2 separate regions of the Mus musculus genome follow, and region 1 is linked to region 2. The links are chromatin contacts, called in public Hi-C maps. All regions are on one chromosome and are shown on one strand. The core of a region is the stretch at or near the end of the contact, and the rest is flanking DNA. Distances in the headings are between cores, read along the strand shown.

Region 1 (3,730 bases), core at 525-3,024, 6.6 Mb after region 2:
CCGTGGTAGTGGGATATTTCTCATAAATGGAGATTCTGGCTGGGTAAGGTGGCACACGCAACACTCCAAAGGATGAGGCAGGAGGATTTCCATGAGCGCCAAGCCAGCCAGCTAGGGCTAGGGACCTGCCTCAAACTAAAGGGTAAGGAATTCTGGTATCGGTCATTGGAACTTAACCCTTTAAGTCCCAAACCTTTAACTACGGAGAGATTTTTTTTCCCCTAAAAATTTATCTACACATTTGCACTTTCACCCAGTACAGAACTGAACCCTGGCTTGACATTTGGGAATCATTGTTAGTCTCGACATGCCAGTTGTTGGGTCCAATATTTTGAACTTCAATTACTAGCACTTAGCGAAGGGCTCTGCCTTCCAAATGACAGAATCACAGGTAGCAGCTTACACACACCCTTTGATAACCACCCTAGATGGCTAGGTTTGAATCTGCCTCTTTCCACCTGCACTGTACTCAGACCATTCATCAGGCCAGGCACACATTCTACTACTGAGCTATAATACCCCAAGCCCGTGGTTTACTCTTTCGCGGGCTTGCACACCCCTGCCCCTGTTGAAGACACTGTGTGTTCACTGGCTATATAATCGTCATGTCTACCCAGCCCTTCTATCTGCCGGCTTTAGTTTCACCCTGGGAAACTACCTGATTAGTTAGAATTCTAGGTAAAATGAATCCGATCCGGTGGGAGCGTTACTACAGAAAACACATTCCACGGAGACCGGTGGCACAGGCCAGTCATTAAACGCACCGAAATCTGGGATGCGCGTGGGAATCGGAGGTCTGGTTAACCAAAAAAAGCAACGATGACAATTACACCTAGAATTTACTCAGCTTGCCTACAGCACTCTCGGCTCCCGTTCTGTGGCAACTCATCTAAGTAGTTGAGTATTTCTAGCTAGCCCTGGTACGGGAACAGGTAACAGAGCAGACGGGTTCTAATGTCAACAGGGCAGGAAGAATAATTTAAAAAAAAAAAAAAAAAAAAAAGAAGAAGCATTCTCCCGGATGTCAAGGGAAACAGAGAGAACTTCTGAGCGAAGGCTCGAGCACTCCCTTACACACCCCGGAAGTTTTGAAATATCCCGCAGGCTCCCACAGGCAGTGGCTTCTCTCCGCGGCCGCTCTAAGGGCCCTCCGTGGGCAAGGGGACCTCTCCGTGTCTGCAGCACCCGGGCTACGTAGGCCACCGGCCCGGAGCCAGGCCGTCAATCACAGCTAGCGCTCGGAGCCGCGGCCCCGCCGCCAGCGAGCCGCGGCCGGGCAGCGGGCAGGTGACGGGAGGCGGCGGCGGCGCCAGCGCCGGCGGCCGGAGACGGCTGCTTCTGCTCGGCTTCCAGGCCCGGGGCCACGCGAGCCCTCGGCAGTGATTCCCCCGGCCCGTCGTCCGGAGTGCGGCCGCGCGGCGGGCCTGGTCCCGCAAACTCCGCTCCCCTCCCGGCCCTGCTCGCCACGCGCCACTCACCGAAGAAGCCTTGCACGATCCCGAGCGGGTGGCTCAGCCAATCTTCTCCACAGGGCATGGCGCTGAGGGCCGGGGCCAGCGCGGCCCGTGCGGCGGGCGCTCCTCTGCGGGCCGAGCGCGCTCGGAGCCCGGCTTCTCGGGGGCTCGGCCGCTCCTCGTCCGCGCCCTCCCACGCGCGGGGGCGTCGCGAGCCACGGGCCTCCGCGCGTCTCAAGGAGAGGTGGCTGCGGTGACGGGCACGAGCGCCTCGGAGCTGCTGGCCAGCGGCCGGAGGGGTGGGGGGGAGACCGTCCTAGCCTCCACTTCTCACAATGGCGGGAAATCGCGGCCACCGACCGCGCTGCCAGCGACCTGGGTGGAGCTCGAGGAGGAGGGGCGGCGGGAGCGTGCTGCGCACTCCCGGAGGGGAGGGAGTGGGCGGGGCGGACGGCCATTTTGGAGACGGAGACAGGTCGGGCAATCCCGGGGCCGCCATCTTGGAGATGGGCAGAGGAGCGCGTCTGTGCTTGGTATAGTGGTCCCTGTGTGCGCGCCTGGTGGCAAACTCCATCAGGGTGCTTCATTGGCTCAAAGTTTGAGTCCTTGCACCTGGACCAAAAAGACGCACGTTCTGCCAACTTCAAGAGTCATCTCTAAGCAAAATTAAAGGTTGAAATTCTATTTGGTGTCTGATCATCTGATCCCCTTGTGCCTCTTGTTTCTGGTGGTAGAACTCTTCTAAGGTGCCCTGCCCAAAGTCCTGTATAAGATTTGCCCCCAGCTCAGTGAGTTCTTCCTGAACGATTTAATCAAGGAGGTTGTGTAGCCTTTGTGGGCATCTCAATATGGCCAAGGAACTGGCAAGTGCTCAGAACTCTCTCCTAGCCCAGCCTTTAGCTTCTAACCTCAAAACACCCAAATGATCTCTGCTTCCAACCTGGCAACTAGGGAGCTATGACAAGATTCCTATACAGCATACAGATCAGAACACTCTTACAGGGCAGACCCTGAAGGGCCTAGAGAATTTAGGAACTGTCAAGTTTTCATAGAGAAGACATTTTCCCTAGAAATGGGATATACCTCAGAAAACCCTGATTTCATCATCTATACCTACTCGGCTGTAAAAAGGTAGTGGTGATCTGAATGTAATCTAGAAAGTATATAGCTGAAGAATAAGAACTTCTTGGTGGCAGAACACTTGCCTGTCATGCAAGCCCTAGCAAGGGATCAAACAGAGAGAGATGGCGACAGATGAACAGAGACAGCTATGACCAAACCCAGAAACCTCTGTAGTTCAGAAGGAAAAGGGAACCAAACCTGCCCTTCTGCCTTTGTTGGTCCCCTGGAGGGAACGTATCCTTAAATCATAGCACTTGGGATATAGTCAAGGAAGGTCAGGAGTTCATAGCCAGCCTTGGCTACACACTGAATTTGAGGCCAGCCTGAGCTACCTATATATGACCCCGTCTCAAAAACAAATAGATAAAAATTAAGAGCTCCACAGTGGTGGCCCATGCCTTTAATCCTATCACTCAGGAGGCAGAAGCAGGAAGATCTCTGAGTTTGATGCCAGTCTGGTCTACACAGCGTGTTCTAGGACAGCCAGGGATACACAGGTTTTCAAGAAACCCTGTCTTGAAAGAAAAATTAAGTTTGTGATCACCCACAAAGAACAATAACTTTGTAGAGAAATGACAGAAGAAAGTAGTTCTTAGTTCCCAAAGGCAACAAGCTGCAGGAAGTCAAAATAGGAGAGATTCATGGTAGACACAGTATATAAGATCTTTCTGCTTCTGGGTTGATAAGGATCGAAAGCTCAGCCAGGCGGTGGTGGCACACAACTTTAATTCCAGCACTTGGGAGGCAGAGGTAGGCAGATTTCTGAGTTCGAGGCCAGCCTGGTCTACAGAGTGAGTTCCAGGACAGCCAGGGATACACAGAGAAACCCTGTCTCAAAAACAAACAAACAAACAAACAAACAACAACAACAAAAACAAAAACAAAAAAACAAACCAACCAACCACCAAACAAAAGGATCGAAAGCTCTTCCAGGTAACTAGCTTCTGTGTTTTCTGGTAGAAAGGGGTGGGAGGATGCCTTGAAACCCTCCTGCCTTTGTACAGACAATGGGAGGGCAAGCGGTTTTCTTATACATGGTTCTGCTCAGTTGCTTTCAGTTCAAGATAATCTTTATGCCAAAGTGGCATGATTTGGAGTGACTCGGGATGAAAGAGGGAACTAGGACTTGGCATTTCAATATGACTTTGTGTCTG
Region 2 (3,913 bases), core at 389-2,888:
CCCAGCTTTGAAACACAAGGCCAGGCAGGAAGCCAATGTCAAGTGTGAGGAGTGATACAAGACAGGGAAGTGCAAGTGGGTTTTCCAGAGGCTTCACTTTTAGGTATGTTTTTGTTTTGGTCATTAAAAATTAAGAAAAAAAGTTACTAACAACTTAAACTTTTCTTAAGCACTTTCCCCACCTCATTCCCCAGCACTTTTGTGGGACTCCAGCACTTCTGTGCTAAAGTCACTTTAGTCCCCATCCATTCTCAGACACATAATAATAAAAATGGCAGATACTTTCATAATGTGCTTCAGTTAGTCCTAGGGAATTTTGTGACTTTAATGTCCAATGACTCAATTAGCACTCACAATAACCCTAACAAATAGATTCTATTATATAATCATCCTCCTTTGAGATATGCAAACTGAACAGAGAATAAGCAGTTCCTCCAGGATGCTGCCATTTATAACTGCTCCATTTAACACCCCCCCCACACACACAGAGGTTTCATATCATATATATTTTGATTCATAATAGCAGCAAACTGCAGTTATTAAGTAGCAACCAAATTATGGTCATGGGCCACCACAACATGAGTAATTCTGATCTTAACCTGTTATCTTGTCCTCAATCTTATCAGTAAGTAGGAGTTATCTTGTTTATTTGTAAATGATCTTTACCACCCTTAGAAGGTAAGACAGGATAGGAAGACAAATTAATGTGAATTCTAATTTTGCACAGAAAGCACAAGAACATGGAAGTAATATTTAAGTCTTGCAGGAGAATAATATTCTGAGCCTGAAAGAAATGAGAGCTCCTTCTAACTACTACACTAAATTTGTATGCACACACACAACACCTGTTCATTATATGTAATATTTATATTATTTTCTTCCCCTCATCTTGTTCCAACGTGGGTCTTAAACATGGAGAACACCAGCTGCAGAACCAACCAGAGTACACGTTATAACCATCCCCTTCTCCAATGTAAACCTATTTTGGAGGTCAAGCCCTAACAGACAAACACGAAAATGTATATATATAAGGCTGTTGACGTGACGTGAAAGATTTATGTGACGGGGCCGGAGTGGAGTGGGAGAGAAGAGGGCCTCTAGGTTTACCTATATGTAGTTTTACACCTAATATTTATGCAGTGCCACTAGAAGATGGGTTTGGCTCGTCTGCATTTTAAGCTTCGCCACCCGAGCAGCGCGCTCGTCTCAGTGACTTCTCGTGGAGGCTGTAGGTAGGAGGACACTGCCTCGGATACAGGAACTAGGTTTGAAAACCCAGCCTAAAGCCCTGGGTCACCCTTCCCGCAACCCGGGCACCTTTTCCTTCTCCGCATAGCTGAGGGGCTTCCCGGAAAGCTCTTCCATCGGGTTGGAAGCCGAACGCAAGGAGCAGCCGTCTCCAGCCTCGGGCCTGTGGTCACGGGGACCCAGCCAGGGCTTCCTAGGGCCAAGAGGAACCCCTGGGAAGAACGGGGACCTAGTTCACCCCCACTATGTTCCTGCCGAGCCACACAGGTTCCGCGCGCTAGCCGCTCTGGCCAATTAAAACCTCTGTTCGCTCTGCGCACGCGCAGCTGGAGACTGCCGAGCGATCGAGCAGGCTTGACTAGAGGAGAGTCGAATGAGAGTCCAGGGCGGGGATAGCGGAAGTGGCCGATCAACCGGAAGTAGCTGGAATCACCGTCTGCCTGAGCTACTGACAGGATCCTGAGGTTCAGAGAGGGGGAAGCCATGGAGTTGGGCGAACTGCTGTACAACAAGTCGGAGTACATCGAGACGGTGCGCGTGTGGCGACCCTGCCGCCGCTGGCAGTCACGGGACCCTCGAGGACTGGACGGTCGCCCCTCCCGTCCCGGCTGCACTGGTTCCCGTTCCCTCAGTCCCTTCCTTGGATGACTTAGAGATGCTTCGTGTTTCATCTGATTGTTATTTAGTCGGTGCATGCATGCATTAGGCTCTCTTCTCCTTCATCTCGTGTGTGTGGGTGTGCTGTGTAGCGGGGGAGGAAAGTGTGGATGTGGGAGAGTTTCTATGCATATATATCTATGTGTGTGCATATACACACGCCTGAGTTTCCTGTTAAATAATGTCTTCCAGAGGAATACACAGTACAGCCTATTCATTCTGTATATAAATTACATTTTCAGACTCCGGGCCCTTTTTAAAAATAATATTTCACAGTCTGCTTACGTGCTAAGACGTTATTGTTTCTATTCGTCAACTCATAATACAACATATGTAAACTGCCCCCGTTAGGGTTACTATCATTATTTTTTCTGTGTGTCTGTGATCATGGAAAAGTAATTTTCCTCACTGAAGGCTATGAAACCGTAATATGGAAGTGGGGTCTGAATGCACATCAGTCATTAGACCGCTCATTAGATACCGATCCTGAATTCATTTCTTGAGCTCTCAGTTCCTGATCTACCCTTGCTCTTTTGATAGATTGGATTCAGTTCCTGAGTGCTCTTATCACGGAGCCGTGCCCACAGCCTTCCCCCCCCCCCCCCAGTGCATTCCTTCTCCAGTTTGTTTTTGTTTGTTTGTTTGGTGATGGAGTCTCACTTCATAGTTTAGTCTAACCCCAAATTCACAGTCACCCCACCCAGAGCTGGGACAGTAGGGGTGCAGTATACATTCAGGCCTCATTCATTTTTAGACTGCCCTTCATTTGAAGTAATTTTCTCCTCAATGTGAGCTTTCATGATGGAAACTGTAGTCCAGAAATCCTCTGTTTTTTCACTCCAGATTTCTGTTTGCTTTTAGGCATCTGGGAACAAAGTTAGTCGCCAGTCTGTTTTGTGTGGAAGCCAGAACATCGTCCTCAATGGCAAGGTAAAGGGCACAGGCAGCTTCAGGAGGTTACCCTTATGCCTTCAGCTAGTCACTGTATCAGCAGGGTATATGGGATAGTGCTGTCTCCAATTTGTCATTTCCAGTTCTCTCTCTTTGTTTTTGTTTTTTTAAACATTTATTTATTTTATGTATATATGAACACATTGTCACTGTCTTCAGACACACCAGAAGAGGGCATTAGATCCCATTACAGATGGTTTTGAGCCACCATGTGGTTGCTGGGAATTGAACTCAGACCTCTGAAAGAGCAGCCAGTGCTCTTAACCGCTGAGCCATCTCTCTAACCCCTCTTTCTTTGTTTTCATTTTTTTCTCCAAATTAGATTTATTGAATGCACAAAGACGATCAGGGAGGAGAAGCCAAAAAAATTAGAGAGCGGCCCATTAGATGGGGAATAAAGAAGCTTTAAGGAAGAGGGTGGGGAGGGCAGTAACACGTGAAATATAACAGGAGAGAGCACAGGAGACACAGGGCAGCTAGACAGAGGGAGAAGAGAGGGGAGGAATTTCTTCTAAACAGAACGTGAACACTTCTGTCATTTTCTTCAGTATTTTATTTAAATAGGATTTACATTGCATTAAATATTATGAGTAAGAACATGGTGGTGGTGGAGGGAAGGGCCAGAAATCTTTTATGTCTGAACAGAATGCAGTGGCAGATTGTTCTCTGTGCTGTATTGTGCCTAGGACTACTAGACACAAAACTCATGAAGAGGCAGTATCTTAAGTACTTTAAAACAGAATTCAGGGACATGGACTTAACTGGTATTTTTTACACGTGTTTTGCTTTATAGACCATTATAATGAATGACTGTATCATCCGAGGAGACCTGGCAAATGTAAGAGTTGGACGTCACTGTGTCGTGAAAAGCCGTAGTGTCATAAGGCCACCGTTCAAAAAATTCAGCAAAGGGTATGTGACTTAATTACCTGTTTGCAATCCTAGGCTCCATCCTGTTCTGGTGATGTTGCCCATGACCATGTGTTTAGATGTGTAATGAGAAGATCTGGCCATTTGGGGGCGCTGCATAAGCGCTCACAGTAATGAACCTCTCTCT

What was found. Hi-C and Micro-C count contacts between places; a contact is called where the count stands out from the background.
Region 1: a Hi-C map of B cells shows a contact between it and region 2, with 6 read pairs. The contact joins the promoter of Mcmbp here to the promoter of Dctn5 in region 2. A contact is called at or near these places in 1 of 39 promoter capture datasets (pre-B cells) and 2 of 484 Hi-C or Micro-C datasets (B cells and CD8 T cells).

What each region holds. Positions count from the first base shown.
Region 1 is chr7:128,738,655-128,742,384 of GRCm38.p6, forward strand. Mcmbp (minichromosome maintenance complex binding protein) reads right to left here and starts at 1,775. Exons shown (of 16, transcript NM_145955.3): 1 at 1,479-1,775. The coding sequence starts at 1,536.
Region 2 is chr7:122,131,403-122,135,315 of GRCm38.p6, forward strand. It overlaps Dctn5 (dynactin 5), which reads left to right and starts at 1,639. Exons shown (of 6, transcript NM_021608.3): 1 at 1,639-1,779; 2 at 2,767-2,835; 3 at 3,650-3,768. The coding sequence starts at 1,732. It overlaps Palb2 (partner and localizer of BRCA2), which reads right to left and starts at 1,544. Exons shown (of 13, transcript NM_001081238.2): 1 at 1,318-1,544. The coding sequence starts at 1,365.